Linked DNA regions of Hordeum vulgare: all the other regions are linked to region 1. A link is a contact called in public Hi-C and HiChIP or PLAC-seq data. All regions are on one chromosome and are shown on one strand. The core of a region is the stretch at or near the end of the contact, and the rest is flanking DNA. Distances in the headings are between cores, read along the strand shown.

Region 1 (3,773 bases), core at 527-3,026:
ACCTATTGTTGTGGAAGACAAAGATAAACCCAATGTCACAGAGGGGCAAGGGACAACTGGTGAGGTATTGAAAGATCTTCCTGGGTCTAGCTTTGCACTTCCTAATGCTAGTGCCACTCAGAACCCTTCACCCACTTCAAATAAAAAGAGAAAGAGGTCATCTAGTTTGACTGAGGAGGATTCACTCCAGTGTAGCAACATGACTGATGCTATGCGTGAGATTGCAACTGCTATCAACAACACTTGTCATGCTAAAACACACCTTGACTTGTACAAGGCCGTGATGGACCTTACTATGTTTGATCAAAATGAGCGCTTGGGTGTTTTAGATTTTCTCACAGAACATAAGGGAAAATGCCTTAACTTTATGAAGATGGATGAGGAAGTCCGTCAAGCATCGTTCAAGCGTATCTTGAAAGCAAATCCTGATCTTCTTTGAGTTGATGTTAGTTGATGATTGTTGAAACTATCCCTTTTGGTTATGGTTGTTATGTCTTATGTAATATGAATCTACTTGTACGCTGCTACAATTTATGGTTATTATGTAATATGAATCTATTCGTGCACCATTAAAAATTATGGTTATTATATGTGTTATGTCAATTATTGATTTTGTCGTCATGATAATATTTTAGTTGGAATTGTTCACTCAAATGTTGATATGTTTTGTCAATATTGTCTTGACGCCAAAAAATATATTCATGCAACCTAGCTCACATACACGCTACTAAACACAGTCTCGACATAGCATGTCTCGTTTAATGCAGTCTACCAAACACAGTCTCAGTTTAGCATGCGTCAATACATACAGTGCTACCAAACAACTGCAATTACATGTACTGAGCATGTCTAGAGTGAGCATGTCTCGTTTAATGTAGCCTACCAAACACAGCCTAGTTAAGCTTTTTAAAACAATACTTATATTTGCACTATGCTTTTATTATGTATTCTTAAGTATGAATGATTTGATTTGTATTTGTGTGCAGTACATAAATGATAGACGTGCATGTGTTCACATGTACTCCCTCCGTTCCTAAATATAAGACCTTGTAAAGTTTGTACTATGGACTACATACGGATGTATATAGACATATTTTAAAATATAGATTCACTCATTTTGCTTCGTATGTAGTCTATAGTGAAATCTCTATAAGGTCTTATATTTAGGAACGAAGGGAGTATTTGATGTCTTGGAAGCAAGGATTGTGATTGCAAGTTTTGCCATCTTGGTCACAGATTTGAAAATCAAAAACATCCCTAATTTTTTAATCCTATACGGGCTGCAAGCAGACACCATCAACCACTGATCAAATGCAAACAGGACCCCATACACAGCCCCAGTACCATGTGCCGGCGCCTGCACAAATTCAAACGAAGAGGCTCGAATCCAGCAGGGCCCCAGCGCGCAGCCTCAGGAGTAGCCAATCACCCCGACCACTCCAGCAGAAGAGCATACTACTAAGTAGTACTACCAGTATGATAAATATCAACGTTAACCCTGGGGATTCTAAACCACTAATCCTTGAGATTTCCCACATGCCAACACGCTTAATTACTACTTTAGCAAAAGTCGCCCCGAGCAAAGAGCTTCGATCGAATCCCACCAGCCAAGCCCAAAGCCCACCTCACCCCTCCACCTCCAGCGCCCTGCTGTTCGAATCCACATCCCCGAAATGCCCCTCATGTAGGCCCCAAACAACAGAACGGACATGATCCTCCAGGAGCCCATTTCCGTCATTTCGGAAGTAAAATCTCACTCCCCGGCCTAAACCCAGTCCCTCGGCTGTCCTCTTCTCCCCACCTTCTGTGCTGCAACCCCGCGTGCTCCCAAGAAATGGCAGGGCTGTTTGTTGTAGCCTAGTGCTCGCTATTCCGACTTCCGAGAGGCAGATACGAGTTGTTTCTTCCGTCGAAATGGCGGCCGTGCGTGTGGCGGCGGTGGCGGTGCTGCTGGCGGTCGTGGCCGTGGCGGCGGCAGCGCTGAACACGGACGGCCTGGCGCTTCTCGCGCTCAAGTTCGCGGTCACCGATGACCCTGGCAGCGGTCTCGATACCTGGAGGGACGCCGACGCTGACCCCTGCAGCTGGGCCGGCGTCACCTGCGTCGACGGCGGCGGGGGCCGGGTCGCCGGCGTGGAGCTCGCCAACCTCTCGCTAGCCGGCTACCTGCCCTCCGAGCTCTCCCTGCTCTCCGAGCTCGAGACGCTGTCGCTGCCGGCCAACCGCCTCTCCGGCCAGATCCCGGTCGCCATCTCCGCGCTGCAGAAGCTCACCACCCTCGACCTGGCGCACAACTTCCTGTCCGGCCAGATTCCTGCGGGGATTGGGAGGCTCGCGTCCCTGTCTCGCCTCGATTTGTCCTCCAACCAGCTCAACGGGACGCTGCCGCCGTCCATCGCGGGGCTTCCGAGTCTCTCCGGCGTGCTCAACCTCAGCTACAACCATTTTGTCGGCGGGATCCCGCCGGAGTTCGGCGGCATTCCCGTCGCCGTCAGCCTTGACCTCCGGGGGAACGACCTCGCCGGCGAGATCCCGCAGGTGGGCTCGCTCGTCAACCAGGGCCCCACCGCCTTCGACGACAACCCGAGGCTCTGCGGGTTTCCGCTCAAGATCGAGTGCGCCGGGGAGAGGGAGGAGCCAAGGATCCCGCAGTCGAACAATGGCATGAACCCTGGTGCGGCGGCGGAGGTTGGGAGGCCACCCAAGCATCGGTCGTCGCCCACGGTGCCCATTCTTGCCGTCATTGTGGTGGCGGCCATCGTCGCCGGGCTAGTGCTGCAATGGCAGTGCCGGAGGCGGTGCGCTGCAACGACCAGGAACGAGGACAAGGAGTCGTCGACCAAGGAGAAGAGCGCGGCGGTGACGCTCGCCGGCACTGAAGAGCGGCGCGGCGGCGGAGAGGAGGGGGAGCTGTTCGTGGCGGTGGACGACGGTTTCGGGATGGAGCTGGAGGAGCTGCTCCGCGCGTCTGCCTACGTCGTGGGGAAGAGCCGCGGCGGCATCGTGTACAGGGTCGTTCCCGGCCGCGGCACCGCCGTAGCCGTCCGCCGTCTCAGCGAGCCCGACGACGGCGATGGCACTGAGTCCGGGTGGCGCCGGCGCCGTGCCTTCGAGACCGAGGCCGCCGCCATCGGCCGCGCTCGCCATCCCAACGTCGCTCGACTCCGCGCATACTACTACGCCCCGGACGAGAAGCTGCTCATCTACGACTACCTCGGCAATGGCTCCCTCCACTCCGCTCTACACGGTAATGTGCCGGCCAAATCTTGTCTTATCGATTGATAGGCTAGAGGCTGCATTTGATCCAGAGATAGTAGGACTGAATAGATTCTTGGAATCAGGTGGCCCGACGGCTTCGCCAACGCCACTGCCGTGGTCGGTGAGGCTGTCCATCGTGCAGGGCGCGGCGAGGGGGCTGGCATACCTGCACGAGTGCAGCCCTCGCCGGTACGTGCACGGCTGCATCAAGTCGTCCAAGATCCTGCTCGACGACGAGCTCCGTCCGCACGTCTCCGGCTTCGGACTAGCCCGGCTCGTCGCCGGCGCGCACAAGACGGCGCAGTCGAGGAAGCTCGGCGGCGCGGCGTGCGCGCTCCGCAGCGGCGCCCTGTCGGCGCTGTCGTACGTGGCACCGGAGCTGCGCGCGCCGGGGGGCACGGCCGCGGCGGCGACGCAGAAAGGGGACGTGTTCGCGTTCGGGGTGGTGCTGCTGGAGGCGGTGACCGGGCGGCAGCCGACGGAGGGGGAGGGCGGGCTGGAGCTGGAGGCGTGGG
Region 2 (3,773 bases), core at 407-2,906, 790 kb after region 1:
CTGGACTCCCTAAGGCGGCGCGTGGGGCTGAAGCGACGGGCGGTGGCTAGGGTTTGGATCAGTTAGGGTGATACCATGTTGGAAGGGAGTGAGGGATTGGTGGAATAGTTTTTGTATTGCTTGAGCCTCGTGGACATATATATATATATATATATATATATATATATATATATATATATATATATATAAATACATGATTAATTTGAAGTACTATAAGACAAACGAAAATAATTCCTAGTCTATGTTATGTTTCCTAACTAATCAATATACTCAACAATATCCATTGGATATCCAGTTAACCAAAAATCTCTATCCACATTCATATACAATTAGATTCTTATATGTGCAAATCATATCCTTAAAAAGAATGCGAATACGAATTTGGGAAGGAAATTTTCCGTAGCAGTAGAAATCGGCATTTCAACCTTTCACCCCATCAAAAGATTATAACTCTTTTCGATCATATTAATTGTCGCATCTTTAACATAACTTAATATCATAAACATCCGCCACCTCGACGGTCGTCCGATCTACACGCACAACCGTCCAATCCGCGCGCGGGGCTCCGGCCGGCACCTAGTGATTCCTGGAACGACGGTCGAGTTGAAGAAACAATCACCTTGTTGAAAAAAAATAAACTTTGGACCCATTAATTCCTGAAACAAAGACCGAGTTCCAGAAACAATCGTTTTGTTGTAGATTTTTTTCCTTCGTATTTCTGCAACAGCAGCAGTGTTGCAGAAACAATTCTTGAAACAACGAACGGGTTGTAGAAACAATTTCTCCAACTCCTGAAACAACAGCTGCATTGCAGAAACAACGACCGTGTTGCGAAAAACTGAAGAGGGGATGAATGGCTGCAAGGTTAGAGGAGAGGGAGAGGAAGCACAGGGGAAGAGACGCGAAGTAACAGCAACGGAGCGAGGGCTGACCCAGGGCGAGGCGGGGCGAGCCGACGTAGGGACGGACCATGGGGCACAGCATGAGCCCCCTGGTGGCGAGCAAGGCGAGGAGGAGCGCGACGACGGCGATGCCCTGGCGGTAGGTGACGAAGACGAAGAGGACTCGGATGAATGACTGGATAAGAAGAGGTGCGGCGTTTCAGAGACAAAAGTGGGTCCGCGAGACACGTATTGAGCATACGGCATGGTGGACGTTTTCGCGAGATCCACCGGTTGATCCAAAGACTTTTTCCATATTTTAAGTATTTATTTGTCTACAAAGATTACTCCCTTCGTCTTAAATTTTTTGCCTTTGATTTATTTAAAAATAGATGTATCTAAGTACTAATACATGACTATATACATTTATCTAGGTAAATCAAAGATAAATTTTTTGAAATGGAGGAAGTACTATTTATCTAGCTTTGAAATATGTCAACGCGACAGAATGCCCTTTTTCCAAGAGCGCATCATACGCCCGCGATCTCTACTAGCCGTTCATTACAAAAATATCTACTCAAAAAATATCTTATTCTGACAAGGACCAAGGGTAGAAAAGTAAATCTTGCTCCTCTGCTCCACATCCGAGCTCAAGTATCCGGCTCGAAAATATCTCATGTCTTACTAGGAGCGAGGGCACAATCGTAAATCAAATCAATCCACCTCACACCCGAATCCGAGTAAGCAGCGCAACTATAACGGCCCCACACGGGCACCCGAAAATATCTCCTTCCCTTTCCAGTCCTCAGCACCTCCGCTTTTGCGCTTTTCCAAGGGCTCAGCGACTCCGAAATGGACACCGGCGAGCCGACGGGTGCAGCGGTAGCGGCGGCGGGAGGGGAGAAGCGGGCGATGCTGCTGCGGCAGATCACCGAGGAGGGAGGCTTCGCCTTCGTGGCCTCCGCGGAGAAGGCGGCCGCGGGGGACCTGCGCGCGGCGGAGGCGGCGCGGGATATGGCCTGGGAGCAGCTGCACTCGGGGCCGTGGAGCGAGGTGGAGCCTGCGTGGCGGCACGCCTACGCGCTCGCTTGCCTCCACGTCGCGAGCCTTGGCGTCGGTGATGACCGCCGCGCGGCGCTCCGAGCGCTCGACATGGGCCTCATCATGGGTGGCGACCTCCTCCGCGCAGAGCTCGAAGCGGCTATGAAGCTGGTTGCCGCCGACGGAAATCGCGACGGCGAAGGCGACGGTGCAGGAGACGCCGGCAGAAACGTGGAGAGGTGGAGAGAAGGGTTCAGTAGGAATCAAGACCTCGGCGATGTGAGTACTTCTGTTCTATTGGCCTGCCAATTGTGAGTTTCCTTTTTTAAGATTGGTGCACCAAAATGCAGAGCTAGAATTACCAGCAGTATGCTGGTATTGCCGGTAATTTGTTCACTTGAGACAATTTTCTGCATCACTGGCTGGAAAGCCTCCCTCAAGTGGGCCACTATCTCTTGTGCGCGTTGCAGCCGGTGTTACTTTTTGTGTGAGGAAGTTGAATCCTTTTTTTTTAGAACCGGGCTTCTCCCCTTTCCATTAAATGCATAACGGAAATACACAGTTTTGGAGTTTTGGATCCGAGATCAGAGAGAGAAGAGGGAAAGAGAAGAAGCGAATTCAGAGCAGTGCTAGGAAACCCACCGCCTTGCGCCTGTCCTCAGGAACACAAGGCTATGGGGCGAAAACCTAGCATCACCCAAAATCTCACCACACCCCTAAGAAAGATAGACCAACCTCCAGTACCATGTTTGAACACAACCAAAATATGAAACCAGACTAAGCAACATGCCTCACAGGGCCAAGATAGGATAAAACACCATAACACCAGGGTCATCATATTCCGAGTGCATCACCATTCGTCCCAGTTATCACTTTCCTCATCCTGCTTGTTTGGATCTGGCATTGGAGGCCCACAGAGTAGCAGCATCTGCGAAGCGTTTGTTTTCAGCATCTCCGCACCTTTTTTCATCACCTCAGCCATCTCCGGCTTCTGCAGACCTGTCCAGTATAGTATAAAAGCACAAGCTGTGAACACAATTTCAAACGGATTATTGATCCATTTCTTATCAAAAGTAGCACGATTGCGAGCGAGCCAAATTGCCCAGCATATAGCAGCTAAACCAATGGTATAAGCCTCTGGGCAGGAAGGTAAAAAGGAGTTAATCCAAGCATAATATTGCCACATGGAATTAGGAACACATTCAGTGCCCAACATCGAGCCCACTGTTCTCCAGATAACTCTGGCAACAGGACAGAGAAACATAATGTGTTGAGCAGATTCTTTCTGATCACAGAAAGAGCATGTAGGATCCCCTTGCCAATTTCTTTTTTTGAGGTTGTCTCTAGTTAGAATAGCATCTTGGCACATTTGCCACATAAAAATTTGAATTTTCAAAGGCATCTTGGATTTCCAAATCCATTTATGATTAGAACCAGCGAAGTTTCTTTCTAACCACCGATACATAGACTTGGTAGTATATTCCTGAGTACTATCAAATTTCCAGAATATTTCATCATTTTTCTCCTTGTCCATCTTACTTATCACATAATTCTTGAGTTCATCCCACCTTGTTTGCATATCGCTATTAAATCTTCTATGAAAGGAATTGCAAGGGTTCATGGATTCAATTTTATTCACAGTAATATTTTGCTCAGTGCAAATCTCAAAAAGATCAGGGAACTTATCTTTCAAATTAGCATTGTCACCCAAATCATCATGCCAAAGAGTGGCAACATCACCCTTGTTCACCTTGATCCCTCTCCCAGCAATATAATGCTCTCTAACCTTCAAAAGAGCTTTCCAACAGGGGGAGTCATTTGCTTTCTGTTTAACCATCATAGCAGGTGATT
Region 3 (3,773 bases), core at 553-3,052, 530 kb before region 1:
GCGCCCCGATTCCAGCCTGGGCCACGTCGCCTTCCACGCGACCACGACGCCGGTGGATCAACTAGGAGATGAGATGAGATGAGATGGATTAAAGAAAAATCGCTGTGGTGGTGGTGGTGGTGTCGCCTGCCGACCTGTGCCGGTGATGCCGATCGATGCCATCGGCAAGTGGGTGGGTCTCCGGTGCGTGTGCCACCACCGCTCTCGATTTCTACACGCCGGCCGATGGATCTTCTGCGCGTTCCTGAGCTGTGACCCAGTGGATGGATGGATGGACGGATTGATGTCGCTGGCCAACCTAATTAGCCCGGCAGCTGGCTGGATGTCCTGTTACTTCCGACTTCTGATCACCGGTCTGTAGAGAAAACGGGGCGTCGCTATCTATCCTTCGTGGCGTGGCGCCGCCTCCATTCATCAATAATAATCCACAGAAAATCATGGACGCCTTTTGTGCCACGCCGAGTTTTCAACCGGAACACGTCAAGTTTCGGCATACGCACGGCCATTTTTTTCTCAAACGGGCATGAATTTGTACGTGATAAACGTACAGGTACAGGTGCACCCACCCAATAATTCCGCGCCGAACCAATCCGATCCAACGAAGCGATCCAAACGTCAATGGTTGAGCTGTCATGGACAATTCGCGGCCAGTGGAAGAAAAAGGTTGACAGCTAAAGCTAACGAATACTGCATCATAGAAATGATGATGATAATAATTAATTTATACAATAGGGAAATTTGAATTAAATAGAGATTGTGGGACAACAGTACACACCAACCCCATCTTCCTCATCTCCTCTCCTCCACCGCCAACCACCGCTACAACAACAACCTTTTATCATCGCACTGTTCCTTCCTTGGTCGTGGCTGCACCGTCGCCATCTTTCACCTCCCCCTCCTTTTTTTCACCTTTTAAGAAACTCTCGGGAACGGCTTTAATTTTTCATCAAAGGGAAGAAAGAAAAAGAGTGGGTTGTGCTTGAGATTTCGCCGGATAGCATCCTGCCGACGATCAGAACCTAACGATCTTGGCGGCGCGCACGACGGGGTTCTCCCGGGCGATGGCGTCCCTGGCCGCCGACTTGTAGTCGTAGCTGCAGTCGTGCCGGTCCGAGTACCGGTGCGCGCCGCAGAACATCTCGCCGCACCGGCAGCGGAACCCCGTCAGGCCCACGCGCTTCCGGCAGTTGTGGCAGCGGTTCACCGAGGACTTGGACGCCTTGGGGTCCGCCGGCCGGTCGACGGCCATGTAGACGGGCGGCGCCTGCAGCGCGGGCGACGCGGCGGCGGCCGGCCTCGGCTTGTCGAAGAGCGGGAACGCCGGGGGCGACGAGGAAGGGGACGGCGGCGAGGAGGAAGACGCCAGGAAGCAGTTCTGGCAGAGGTTCTTGGTGGCCGGGTTGCCCGGGAAGCCGCAGCTGTTGGCGCAGAGCGTGATCTCCGCGGCGTGCAGGTGCACTTCCGTCGGCTCCTCCACCTTCTTGTCCCGCTGCGCCATGACGCCTATACGAGCCGGAAGAGAGAGACGCTAGTAGCTGGACGATCGATCCGGCGCGCGTGGGCACGGCGGCCTGGTCTCCTCGGAGGCCGGGGGAGGCTTTGGGGAAATGGGGCGGAGGAGGGGGGAGGGGAAGGAAGGCGAGGCGGGGACGGAGGGTGGGAGGGGGGTGGGTTTTTATCGCGGGAGGAGGCGGGCGGCGTACGCGTTCCCGCACGCGACAGCGACGTCGGCCGTGGCCGTGCCCGCGGGGGAGAGGGTTGGGTTGGGTTGGGTTATTTCCAGTGCTGGCCGCGTTGGCGCGGCGTGGAATGGCGCTCCACAAGGAACGGGGTGCGTGCGTAGCGTACGTACGTTGGCCATAAAAACAAGTGGAGTTTTCGTTGACAGCCTGTGCCGCGCTGCGCTGCCGAGCCGGTCTCTTTCTTTCTTCGGGGGGAAGGGAAGGGAAGGGAAGGGAGGGAAATGGTGCGTGTGAATGATGCAAGGGCGTTCGTGGTTGCGCACACGGACACGCCTGTGGGTTAGCGGGTGGAGTCATCTGGTGCTCTTGTTCTGGGTGGTGGTGGTGGTGGTGGTGGGTACTCTGTTTCGTAGGCGGCTACTAGGCTCATCTGTGTTTTCTGTGTTTTTTCGGGCGCCTGCAAGTTGCCGTTGCCCGAATGATGATCCTAAAAGATCAGCCCTTGCAACAGGCCTCGTGTTGCAAATAATTTGCAATCCCACGAAGAGGTTTTCTTTCTTTCTGTGTGAGCCGTTGAGCCTTTGCAACAAATCTTCTATGCTTTGTAACACGAGCTTTATTGCAATTCATCTAATGAAATCTTTTTAGAATTTTTTGTTATGCTCACCCATCATGCAACAAGGGTCATGTTGCAGACGGCTCAATCAGGATATGTGGCGTACATATGACATGATAGGCATTTTGTATCTGATCGACCGACTCAATAGAAGTATTTCCTCTTTCTTCATGGACCTTTGGTTTATCCTTGACGCCTAGGTTGTTGGAGCAATGTAATTTTTTCCAGAAAAATAAACATGTGTGGACAGTTTATTTTGGTGGACCTTTGGCGTCGGTCGGTCACAAGGTCTGCTTGACCGACTTAAAATGTTGATTCTCGAGTGTCTGGTCGTCACAACAACAGAAAACCGACTTATAATATCTTTCAACTTATGTAATATCGATGAAATAATTTTTTCATCAATGTCAACGACAATATACCAATTGTGCACTAAATCTTCACTAGTCACAACAAATAACTGTGGGAAATCGTCACAACATATGAAGCGCCAAAGCTAGTGTTTGCAACAACACAAGAACACTCATGCAGAATGAACGCAGGAAATGCAAGAAATTTCTAGAATTATTGCAACATGTCATCTACGTGATTAGAGTGGAACGTACCCAAGCTTGTCGATTATCAAGACAAAACTGCAACATAAAAAAAATCATCACATCACATGAGCAAAATAAAATTACAGGGAATACATCGTATATCCTATGATGATGACAGTCAACACAAGATATGCATGGATCATGGAAGGAGAGAAAGGTGGTGGCAACGATGGGAGGAACGGGATGATCAATGGACCTAGACTCCCGCATGTGAGAGGGATATTGATATCTATCTAGCTTCTTGTGCTTGTGAACGAAAAAAAATCGGTTACCAGGTGGTAACCGCGCATCCTGGTACCGCACAAGGAATTACCTTACTGAGCAAAAGATCTTAGATTAGAATGAACTTTCATTCAGATTCAAAATTTATTCAAAAGAATCAGTCGGTGCCTCAAGAGATTTTTTCAGTCCGGGATCCAAAACCTTACTCATAACAATGATCCAAATTATCGTACATTAATTTTAAAAATTGTCAACTCAAATGAGTTCAGTTTACTTGAAATTGGGGATGCAATAAGTACGAAAGCTTCAATTTATTCATTCGGAGGGTGGATTTATGGTTTACATGTTTTGTATTCTATGCTCCCTCCGTTCAAAATTACTTGTCTTAGATTTGCAAATACATGAATAAATCTAGAGACATTTTATTGTTATATACATGTGTATTTAAACAGAAAAATGAATGACTCACGAAGAGCCCGGCTTTGAATTCACAAAGTGAGCACCAGCCAAGATTAACGATGGCCAACTTACAAGGAATAACAAATAAAAGCAAAGCTGCAGATACAAGGAGCACAAGCGAAGCACACTCTAAAGCAGCAGCGAAAGCGAGAGGAAGGCACACCATGCTTCGTCCAACACCCTATAGGACGACCTACA

The links. A called contact is a pair of places that touch in the nucleus more often than the background predicts. HiChIP or PLAC-seq counts read pairs in DNA pulled down with a chosen protein or histone mark.
Region 2: a contact with region 1 is called in an H3K4me3 HiChIP or PLAC-seq map of embryo, with 8 times the contacts expected there. The contact joins the promoter of LOC123411037 here to the promoter of LOC123410965 in region 1. A contact is called at or near these places in 1 of 6 Hi-C or Micro-C datasets (leaf) and 1 of 1 datasets of contacts at active chromatin or transcription factors (embryo).
Region 3: a contact with region 1 is called in a Hi-C map of leaf, with 3 times the contacts expected there. The contact joins the promoter of LOC123410863 here to the promoter of LOC123410965 in region 1. A contact is called at or near these places in 2 of 6 Hi-C or Micro-C datasets (leaf and seedling).

The regions. Positions count from the first base shown.
Region 1 is chr7H:172,840,260-172,844,032 of MorexV3_pseudomolecules_assembly, forward strand. It overlaps LOC123410965 (receptor protein kinase-like protein ZAR1), which reads left to right and starts at 1,777. Exons shown (of 2, transcript XM_045103883.1): 1 at 1,777-3,247; 2 at 3,342-3,773. The coding sequence starts at 1,915.
Region 2 is chr7H:173,630,641-173,634,413 of MorexV3_pseudomolecules_assembly, forward strand. LOC123411037 (lysine-specific demethylase JMJ30-like) reads left to right here and starts at 1,657. Exons shown (of 6, transcript XM_045103960.1): 1 at 1,657-2,201. The coding sequence starts at 1,734.
Region 3 is chr7H:172,306,386-172,310,158 of MorexV3_pseudomolecules_assembly, forward strand. LOC123410863 (zinc finger A20 and AN1 domain-containing stress-associated protein 11-like) reads right to left here and starts at 1,803. Exons shown (of 1, transcript XM_045103797.1): 1 at 721-1,803. The coding sequence starts at 1,498. The coding sequence ends at 1,013.